2 separate regions of the Sus scrofa genome follow, and region 1 is linked to region 2. The links are chromatin contacts, called in public Hi-C maps. All regions are on one chromosome and are shown on one strand. Each heading gives the region's core, a stretch centred on a gene start, on an enhancer-like site or on the middle of the called end of the contact. The rest is flanking DNA. Distances are from core to core; before and after follow the strand shown.

Region 1 (4,401 bases), core at 1,221-3,720, 170 kb after region 2:
GCTGCTGCTGCTGGTTTGTGTGTGAGGGCGTGAGAGTGTGTGTGTGGGTCTGTGTGTGGGATGGGTCTCTGGAGGGCCTTGCCTGCATATGTGTGAGTCCGTGTGTGTCCCTTCAGATGTGAGTGAGAGTATAACTGTGCCCTGAGTGTGTGTGTGTGTGCGGGTGTGTGTACCCGGACACACACGGGCTCGACTCCTGGATGTGAGGGGCAAGTCCCCTCGTGCATGCATGTGTGTTTGTGCAGGGCATGTGCATGTGTGTGTCTGCAAGGCAGTGTGGTTTGTGAGCCTGTGCGTCTGAGGTTGTCTACGTGTACATTTTTTCCTGGTCGCAGCCAAATTATCTTCCCATCTCTCCCCTCACAAAGTGAAGGACTGGCTGAGGGAAGTCTAAAGCGGGGGCAGCTGGGGAGGGGAGAGGGGCTGGAGGGAAACCAAAGCAATTCCACTGTCGGAGGAAAGTGTCAGCCAAGGATGAAACTGAAACCGAGGCAGCAGCTCGAAGGCACCAGCACCCTGGGATCGTCCAGGGGCTTCGGTTCCTCCCACTCCCCCGCCTCCTCCAGCCGGCTGTGGAAATTAGTCAGCCTGAAATTCCCATCCCTGCAGCCTCGACTTGGGGTTGAGACAGCGAGGCCCGGGCTAGAAATTGGCCCGTGGTTAGCACGTGACCCCATTAGCGCCCATTATCACATTAACACAAATTAGTCTATCAGATCCTCTCCCAGTCACCTAGTGGGGCCCAGGGCCAGGCTGGAGTGAAAGGCTGCAGTGCAGGCCCCGCTCTGGGAGGAGAAGCCAGCATGTGGGCATCAAGGGAGGGGGCGGGCCCAGGACTGTGGCAGGTCAGGCTAGGGACAGAAAGAGGAGACAGGGGACATCAAGCTTGGACAATACAATCCTTTTCCTAGGTCGTGCTCTGGGAGGAGACACCTTGGGGAGGGGGTTGGTAGAAAGGAGGGGGTTTCCAGGAATAGCTGGGCACCGCCCTGTAGGAAGGAGGCCCGGGCTCTGAGGTCTGGGCGGGAGACAGTCGGTATTTCTCCTGGCACACAGTGAAACCTGGGAACGTTTAGGATCCTTTGGGGTTTTTTTTTCCCCCTTTCCTCTTCTTTATGGAAAAATCCTTAGATAACTTTCTCAGATGGCTTTGGACATCCTGAGAGCAGCAGGGCTGGACTGATTGACAGAGGAGAAGAGGCACCAGTACAGGGCACAGCTTTCACATCTTGGCACAGAGAAGGGAGACACACTCTACCCATATATTTATATGTAAAGTTGTATCATGGGAAGAGCCAGCTACCAGAACCTCTGGAAAGGGTGAGGCTGGAGCCCCCAGCAACGTTTTTTTTTTTTTTTTTTTTTTTTTTTTGCAGCTTAAAGGTGCCTGGCCACAGGTTATTTTTGTGCCCTGATACTCTCAATATGTTAACTAACCAGCCACCACATAACCATGAACCAACACGGGAAGGTCAGCTGCATCATGACTTCTAGAGCTCGGGGCCTCCACGGAGGTAAGGCCCAAAGCTCTATCAACCAAGGCCAAGGCTGCAAGTTTGAGCCCCAGATGGGCCTCTTTGCTTTTTTTCTTACATAGCTGCTGAAGACCGGATTGACGAGCACAGAAGAATCCCTCACCATCGCCCTACATCCAGCCCAAGGCTGAGCCCCTACCCCTATCCAGCCAGAACCCTAGTCCCAGACTGCGCCCCCACCCCAGCCACAGTCTGTCCCTTTGCAGGAGACGCATTCTTGGTCTCAAAGGAGCCAAGCTGGAGAGTGGCTTTTCAGCGAAACCCACCCCTAGCACCCGAGACGCGACTCAGAGTTTCCATTCCGCTGCCTGCGGGTCAAGAGGGCCATCCCCAGAGAGGAAACGCTGCCCCTAAACCGCGATCCCTGAGCTGGAGGCGAGCCTCCCCGAGCTCCGGGGGCCCGGGAGGCGGCCGGAGGGACCCTGAAGCACGCACCAGACGGCCTCACGCCGGGACGCTATCGCAACAGGTCGGCTCTCCAGACTCTGCCGCCACTCGGGTGGGAGCGCCGGGCCCGAGGAGCAGTGGGGGTTGTGGCGGCCCCTCCCCACCCCCTTGCTCGACCCTCCCGCTCTGCACCCCCGGGATTCCCGCGGGGACCGAGCTCCCCACCCCGAACCCCAGCAGCGCGCCCAGGGCGCCTCTGCAGCGCCACCTGCAGGCGGAACGCGCGCCGCGCCGCGTCTCTGGCCGAGGCGGGAACTGGCGGCCGAGCGGGCGGAGGAGGAGACCGTGAGAGGTCCGTTCTGCTGGCCCGAGCGGTCCCCGTTCGCCAGCGGCTTCCTCGCTCCGTGCCGGCTCCGAGAGCCTGGCCAGCCCGAGCCCCGTCCCGTACCCCGCCTGGCGCTCCGACCTTCCACTCCTGCCGCTGCATCGGAGCGGCCTCCTCCCCCGGGCGCCTCTTGGGAAGCAGTGAAGTCACACGGAGCCCGACCCGCTGACTCATGAGAATCCTCCCTCCTCTCCGGCAACACCCCTTGAAACTTCCCCTGAATCCCTTCTTTCCTGCCCCTCCCCCCCTTCCTCGAACCCCGTCGGGCGAGCTGGGGGGCTGCTCCGGACTCCTGGGGTAGGACCCGGTGGGACAGCTGGGAGGCGAGTGGCGGACGGGAGTCCCCGCGGAGACCTCCGCGCTCGGCCCGCCTCGCCGTTCTGGGGCGCACAGGGGATGCCCCGGAGGGAAGCGCACGTTTGCAACTTTGAGCAGAACTCCCATCAAAGTATCCTTTTTGCAGTTATCCACCTCGGGGCTTCAGGACTGGCTGGGGAGTTCACTTGGAAGCTGAGGTCTCTTTGGAACCTCTTGTGCCAATGAACAGGCCAGCATATGGGCTGGCGCCACCAAGGGGACAAATGTGGAGTGCTCTGAGCCTTGGGCCGCCCTCGACCCCTGCATTAAGTCAAGCGGATCCATCGCTTGAGAGGCTGCTATAGCCTTCCTCCAAGTTCCCTAGAACTTGGTACTGGCCCAGGCCAGGCTGAGGTGGGGGTGACTTTGAGGCCACCGAGTCCCTGTTTTCACTACCAGTCTCTGCCCCACCCCCGAACTGTGCTTCTAGTTTGAAGACTCCCACGCAGGGTTGCTTGGGATATTTGTCTCAATAAAGGGGAGCCTCAGGCCCGGACGAGAGAAGGCTTCAAGCTGGAGGGGTTCTGCAGGCCTGCTCTGAAACACCTAATACTCTCCTTTCCTTCTTGAGGGACAGAGATCCTTAAATATCCTTTTCCACCCAGCAAATCAGGGGGCTGGATTTTCTCTCCCTGTATGCAGTTTCCTTTTGTCTCTCCTGTAAGAGCTGGGTGGTGAAACTTGCAAACTTCCTGGCTCACTTGTCTCTGCACTTTGGGGCACAGCTTTGCCAAGGCCATGGCCAATGTGGAAATGGCCATGGACTGAGAGCAAAGGGGGTGTACAGGGTAGTCTTGGGCTTTGGGGCTTTATGTGGAATGAGGGGGGTTACTTGATGCTGAGAACTAATTATCTCAGCATCAAGTTGAAAGCTGCCTGGGTTATGGTGGCTGTTCACCAGCCAGCTCTGCAGAGTGTGTTTGTTGGAGATTGGGAGCCACAATGGTTGGGTAGGAATATATGTGCTAGGATCATGGCTGAGAATAGTTTCACCACAGAGCCTTCCTGGGGAAATTCTGGGCTTGAAGCCAGTCTTTTTTAGGGGCTAAAGGATGTCACCTTGCATGTTAAGGCTGTCAAACTCCCCATGGAGAGCAAATCAGGCAAGGAGCAATGTCTAGGGGCCTAGGTCTAGATGTAACTTGTTAGGTCAAAGAAAAATCATAACACTCAAACTAAAACAAACAAACAAACAAAAAGAACCTGTAAATCAAGTTGGGCCAAAGGAACTGCAGAGGCAAAGTGGAGGATGTTTGCCAAGGGCTTGGAGTCCCATTAGCATCTGCTCCTGACCTTCGAGATGAAAGGCAACTGAGTCCACAGCGAGATGAAGAAAGTCATGGACAAGCACCCGAGAGACTTTTCCATACACAGGAGATTAGAGCTGAGGGTGGAGGGGTGATCTAGTCTGTTCCCCTCATTTTACAGATGAGGCTGCCAAGACCTAGGAAGGCAGCTGCTCTGGGTGACTGGCAGAGCTGAGACTCACATCCTGAAAAGTGCTTTCTGCTGCGCACCACAGCTTTGGGGAGGGCGGCAGGGAGGGCTTACGGGGACCTGAAGAAGAAACACGGGGAGAAGGAAAACAAGGGGGAAAGGAGGGGAAATGAAGGGGCTGGGGAAAAGTGAAGAGGAGGAGGGGGATCTCTTTGGGCAAGGAGACTGCCAGCTCCATATCCTCTGTATGGGTATATTCTACATACTCATTTCAGTAGACATTTGCATGTTCTGTTCCTA
Region 2 (4,154 bases), core at 707-3,206:
TCCTGGCTTCAGTCAGTGGGTTAAGGATCTAGCGTTGCCATGAGCTTCGGTGCAGGCTGCAGACATGGCTTGGGTCTGGCGTTGCTGTGGTGTAAGCCTTTGGCTGCAGCTCTGATTAGACCCCTAGCCTGGGAACTTCCATATGCCACAAGTGTGGCCCTGAAAAAAAAAAAAAGACTGAGGTTTTACCCTTACTTTACAGATGAGGTAGATAAAGCGTTCCGAAGTAAAGCTCTATTCTCTTCCTAATGCAAGGCCAGCTTCTCACCATTGTTTATAGTTTATTCAGGCATTATTTTGCTATATGGCAGTTCACAGTGGGCTTCTCAGCTCTGAGGAACCTTTCTTTGTGTGACACTATAGAAAGGGCCCCTGAAGCCAAGATTCCTAACAAGGAACTAGAGAAACTCCTCCACTGATTTTGAAAAGACACAACCCCTACTGCGCTTCCCCTCCTGCCTTGGAGATGTGCCCCCAGCCTTTTTAGATCAAGATAGGGGTTAATTTTTGTGTGTCACAGACCCCTCTGAGACTTTGATGCAGTTATGAACCCTGCCCAGGAAAATGCACACACACCTATACCACTTTACACAGTTTCAGGAGGTTTACAGACATGTGGCATCCCCGGGCCAAAAGCTACCTGTGCCACTCGAATTTGCTTTTGCAACTCCCCCCACCTGTATGGCCCTTTTTTTCTGGGGCCGCCACTCTCCAAGTCACTTCCCAAGTGTTTAGACCTCAAGAGTAACTAGTCCCAATGCCTTTGGTTTACAGGTTTAAGATTTCAGAGTGGAGCAATGCACATTAAATTAGTGACTGAGTAAGCACTGGGACCCTAGACGAACTCCGAAGCCAAAAGCCGTGCCATAAATGTCTGTAGAAATTCCCAGTGGCAGTTATGCGCCCCGACTACCATTGCTCATCCTCTCTAGAACCATCCTAGTGCTGAGAAGGGAACTGAATATATTGATAGTGTTTCGAGCCCAAGGAATATTTTTAAGTTATCCATTGGTTTGAGATAATCTGCGATCCGCTTGCTGGTTGACACTTTAAGTCAGTAGCCCGTGAGGGGGAATGGGGCACCTCTGCTCACTCCTGCCTCGTTCACTCTTTCGAGCACAAAGCTGCCACCTCTGTCCCACCCCCACCCCCCAAATCGAAGTACCCAATCAAGTGCCCCCAGTAAAGGGGCCAATCCCCGTCTACTTTCCCGGGACCCTCCTCAGCTCCGTGTGCTCCCGGCGGCCCAGGAGTGATGCAAGCGACCCCATCCTTCAAAGGGGAGGGCAGGCGCTGGAACGTGCTATAAACGACGCCCACTCCCAGCCTTCCAAGCCCCCAAACGGATTCGATTGTTGTTTCGTGGGGCTTTTTTTTTTTCTTTTCTTCCTCCGAACCTCCGAAGTGTTCTCCCTTCCCATTGGCCGGAGCTGCCCCTTGACGCCACCCTGGCCTTGCTCGCTGATTGGTCCATTCTGGATGTGCCCAAGCCTTTTTCCCAGGGTGTGGCCCCCCGCCCCAACAGGGTTCTGACCCCTGGCTCCTCCCTCCCCCCCCAAGCCCCCCTCTCTGTTCCGAATGGTACCGCCCTGGCTCGGCTCCCCCTCGGCCCAGGCCGCTGCCCTTAGGGCCCCCGGACGGGGCGGGGCACGCTGGGGACGGGCAGAGGGCGGTGGTGGCGCCTTCCTGCCGAGCCTGAGGCCGCCCCCGCCACCCTTCTGCAGCCCTCGTAGGTCCCACTTTTCCCTGGGCCGTTTTCGTCTTGCCTTGGTAGCCCCGTCCCGTCTGTGCGGCCCCCACCGTGGTCTTTCGGTCATCCCGATCGGCAGCGTTAAATCCCTGCCCTCAGCGCTCCACACGCGCCCATCCGCCTCCACCCTCGGGTTCTTGCAGCACTCCCTTTCCCCGTGTCTGCTCACCCTTCCCCTCCCAAGCCCGCGGAAGCCCGGGCCCCCCTTCCTCGCGGACTGTCCATCCCCAGGATCCCCCTCCCTGTGTGTGGCCCTTCCTCCCAGCGGCCTCCCCTTCGCGGCTTCCCCTCCCCTTCGTGGCCGGGAGTGCTCCACCCCGACCCACCCCCCTTTCTCCGTACCCCCGCGCTCCCTTCTTATGTTGTCCCTTCACGTCCCTCTCGAAGCCCCTCCCACACCAGCCCCCCCACCTCGTACACACTTACCCCTCCCTCCGAGGCGTCCCCCGGCGCCCCTCCCCTACCCCCGCTAGTCTACGCCCCTCCCACCCACCCCGTCCTTTTGTCTCGTCTTTGGTCTCTAAGTCCCCCGCCCCTCCCTCACTCCCGCCCTCGCTCCCCGCGAGCACGCTCTTATCTTCCCCAGGTCCCGGCGCCCCGCCCCTGGCCGCGCCCCGCCGGCCCCCTCCCTCCCGCGGCCCCATCTCCGCCCTCGGCGCTCCGCCCCCCACCCCCCGCGCCCCGCGGCTCCCGGCCCGCCAGCCCGACCGACCTCCCTGGTTCCCGGCTCGCTCCTCCCGCCGCTGCCGCCGCCGCCGCCGCCGCCGCTGCTCCCCGACCCACCCTTCCCGGGCCGGCGGCTCGCGCTCCCGCACGCTACCCCCGCACACACACGCACTCCCCCCGCCCCGCCTCGCCCGCTCGCCCGCCCAGGCCCTGCGGCGGCCCGGCCCCACGCGGCGCGCAGCCCGCCCTCGGGGGAGCCTCGGCGCCCCGCGGCCACGGGCACCTCGCGGGCCGGCGTTCGGCCCGGGAGCGCTAACGCGGGCCGGGCCGCCCCCCACGCATACACCCAGCCCGGCCCTCGGCGGCCGCCCGGGACGCAGGCGCCCGTCGGAAGTGTTTGGGGGACCAGCGGGCCGCGGCGCCTCCAGCAACCCGGGCCTGGCTGGCGCGCCCTGGGGACTAGCTGCGACCCGACTGCCCGAGATGACTTTACCCGGAGCCTCCTTTGGGCGCCAGCCCCAAACCTGTACCACCAACGCGCAGCGCACAGTTGGGATTCGCAGCTAACGGGTCCGGGGTGGGGGACTGTCCGGAAAATACCCTGAGGGACTGCGGACCGTGAGGCCCGGAGAGGCAAGGGCCGGGGACACGCCCCGGCCACCCAAGGAGAAAGCGCGAGCCCACGCCGCTCGCCTTGGCCCCCGCCTCCTAGAAGCGGGCTTCCCACGGCGCACAGCGATGTTGCCTCTGGCTCTTTGTATCCACCCCACGCGCGTCGAGGATTGAAATTAAACCCTCAATCCGGGGTCGGAGGCACAGCTCAAGTGGACAGGAAACCCAGCAACAGACATGCCAATGGGCACTTTTTTAAAAAGAGTCTGTTTGGCGATGCCCAGGTTGACCGCGTTTCCTTGCCTGCACCTCTTCTCCCAAGCCCTCACTCAGTCTTCCCTTTTTACCCACCAGACTGGAAGCTCTTTGAAGGGGGCCCTGTTTGTCTCTGTGGCTCCCTCAATGGATCCCTTGTGATCGGTAGACAAGTGCATGTGTTTGTTAACTGCCCGCCTTTGGGATCTGTGTCATTATTGTGTGACTTAAGGTTGTAAACTCGGGAGGGCCAAGACCGGGTGGGGATTACTAGCTCGTGCCAGGCACAGCGTGATGCCCAAAGGGATGGGCCATCAATGTTTTTGAGTCTGATGTAGCTAATTATGCAGGAGGCAGATGCCTACCTCCTTCTGGTCCCCAGAACTCCCAGTTCCAGAGCTGGATGTCCTGAGTTAGGAAGATAATAAGGAGCTGCCTTAGCTCATTCGCAGTTGCAGGCCGACTTCCTAAGGCCAGATCCGACTGCATTCATCATCAGAATGCACTGGGCGACCTGACTCCACTACTGGGAATGGGTTTGCAGGGAGCCATGGACTCCCCACTTTAACTCCCATCAGTTTGCAACTGCAGTTGGGAGGAAGGAAGTAGCCAGTTGTTTTTTTTCTCCCTGTGAGGCAAAGTGTCCCATATAAGGATCAAACTTGTAGCTCTTCATCCATTTACCCCAAGGTCAAGCTGAACCCCACTGTGTCAGAGTAAGGAGGGTGCAAACAAACTGGACCCAGTCAACAGCAGTCAATCCCAGGGGAGGAGGGGCGATGGACGCACTCCTTCCTCCCATTTATGGATGCAAGATTCACCTTGTACTTTGCAGCGGCTCCTTTTAACCTGGTCCCTTTAGAATCAGTCC

Evidence for each region. Hi-C and Micro-C count contacts between places; a contact is called where the count stands out from the background.
Region 1: a contact with region 2 is called in a Hi-C map of fetal liver, with 2.3 times the contacts expected there. The contact joins two enhancer-like sites. A contact is called at or near these places in 1 of 5 promoter capture datasets (liver), 4 of 47 Hi-C or Micro-C datasets (alveolar macrophages, embryonic fibroblasts, fetal liver and 1 more) and 2 of 2 datasets of contacts at active chromatin or transcription factors (alveolar macrophages and skeletal muscle).

The regions. Positions count from the first base shown.
Region 1 is chrX:106,666,736-106,671,136 of Sscrofa11.1, forward strand. LOC106507037 (a long non-coding RNA gene) reads left to right here. Exons shown (of 4, transcript XR_002340829.1): 2 at 1,377-1,514; 3 at 1,742-2,004; 4 at 4,380-4,401. Among named protein-coding and RNA genes, the nearest start is that of ELF4, 7.6 kb to the left of the region's middle. Within about 2 kb of position 2,471, at least 29 of the 83 cell types and tissues checked have an H3K27ac peak or open chromatin away from gene starts, as enhancers often do. A contact at or near this core is called in alveolar macrophages, fetal liver, retroperitoneal adipose tissue and 1 more, where this site is marked.
Region 2 is chrX:106,500,880-106,505,033 of Sscrofa11.1, forward strand. No RefSeq gene overlaps it. Among named protein-coding and RNA genes, the nearest start is that of UTP14A, 24 kb to the left of the region's middle. Within about 2 kb of position 1,957, at least 61 of the 83 cell types and tissues checked have an H3K27ac peak or open chromatin away from gene starts, as enhancers often do. A contact at or near this core is called in alveolar macrophages, fetal liver, retroperitoneal adipose tissue and 1 more, where this site is marked.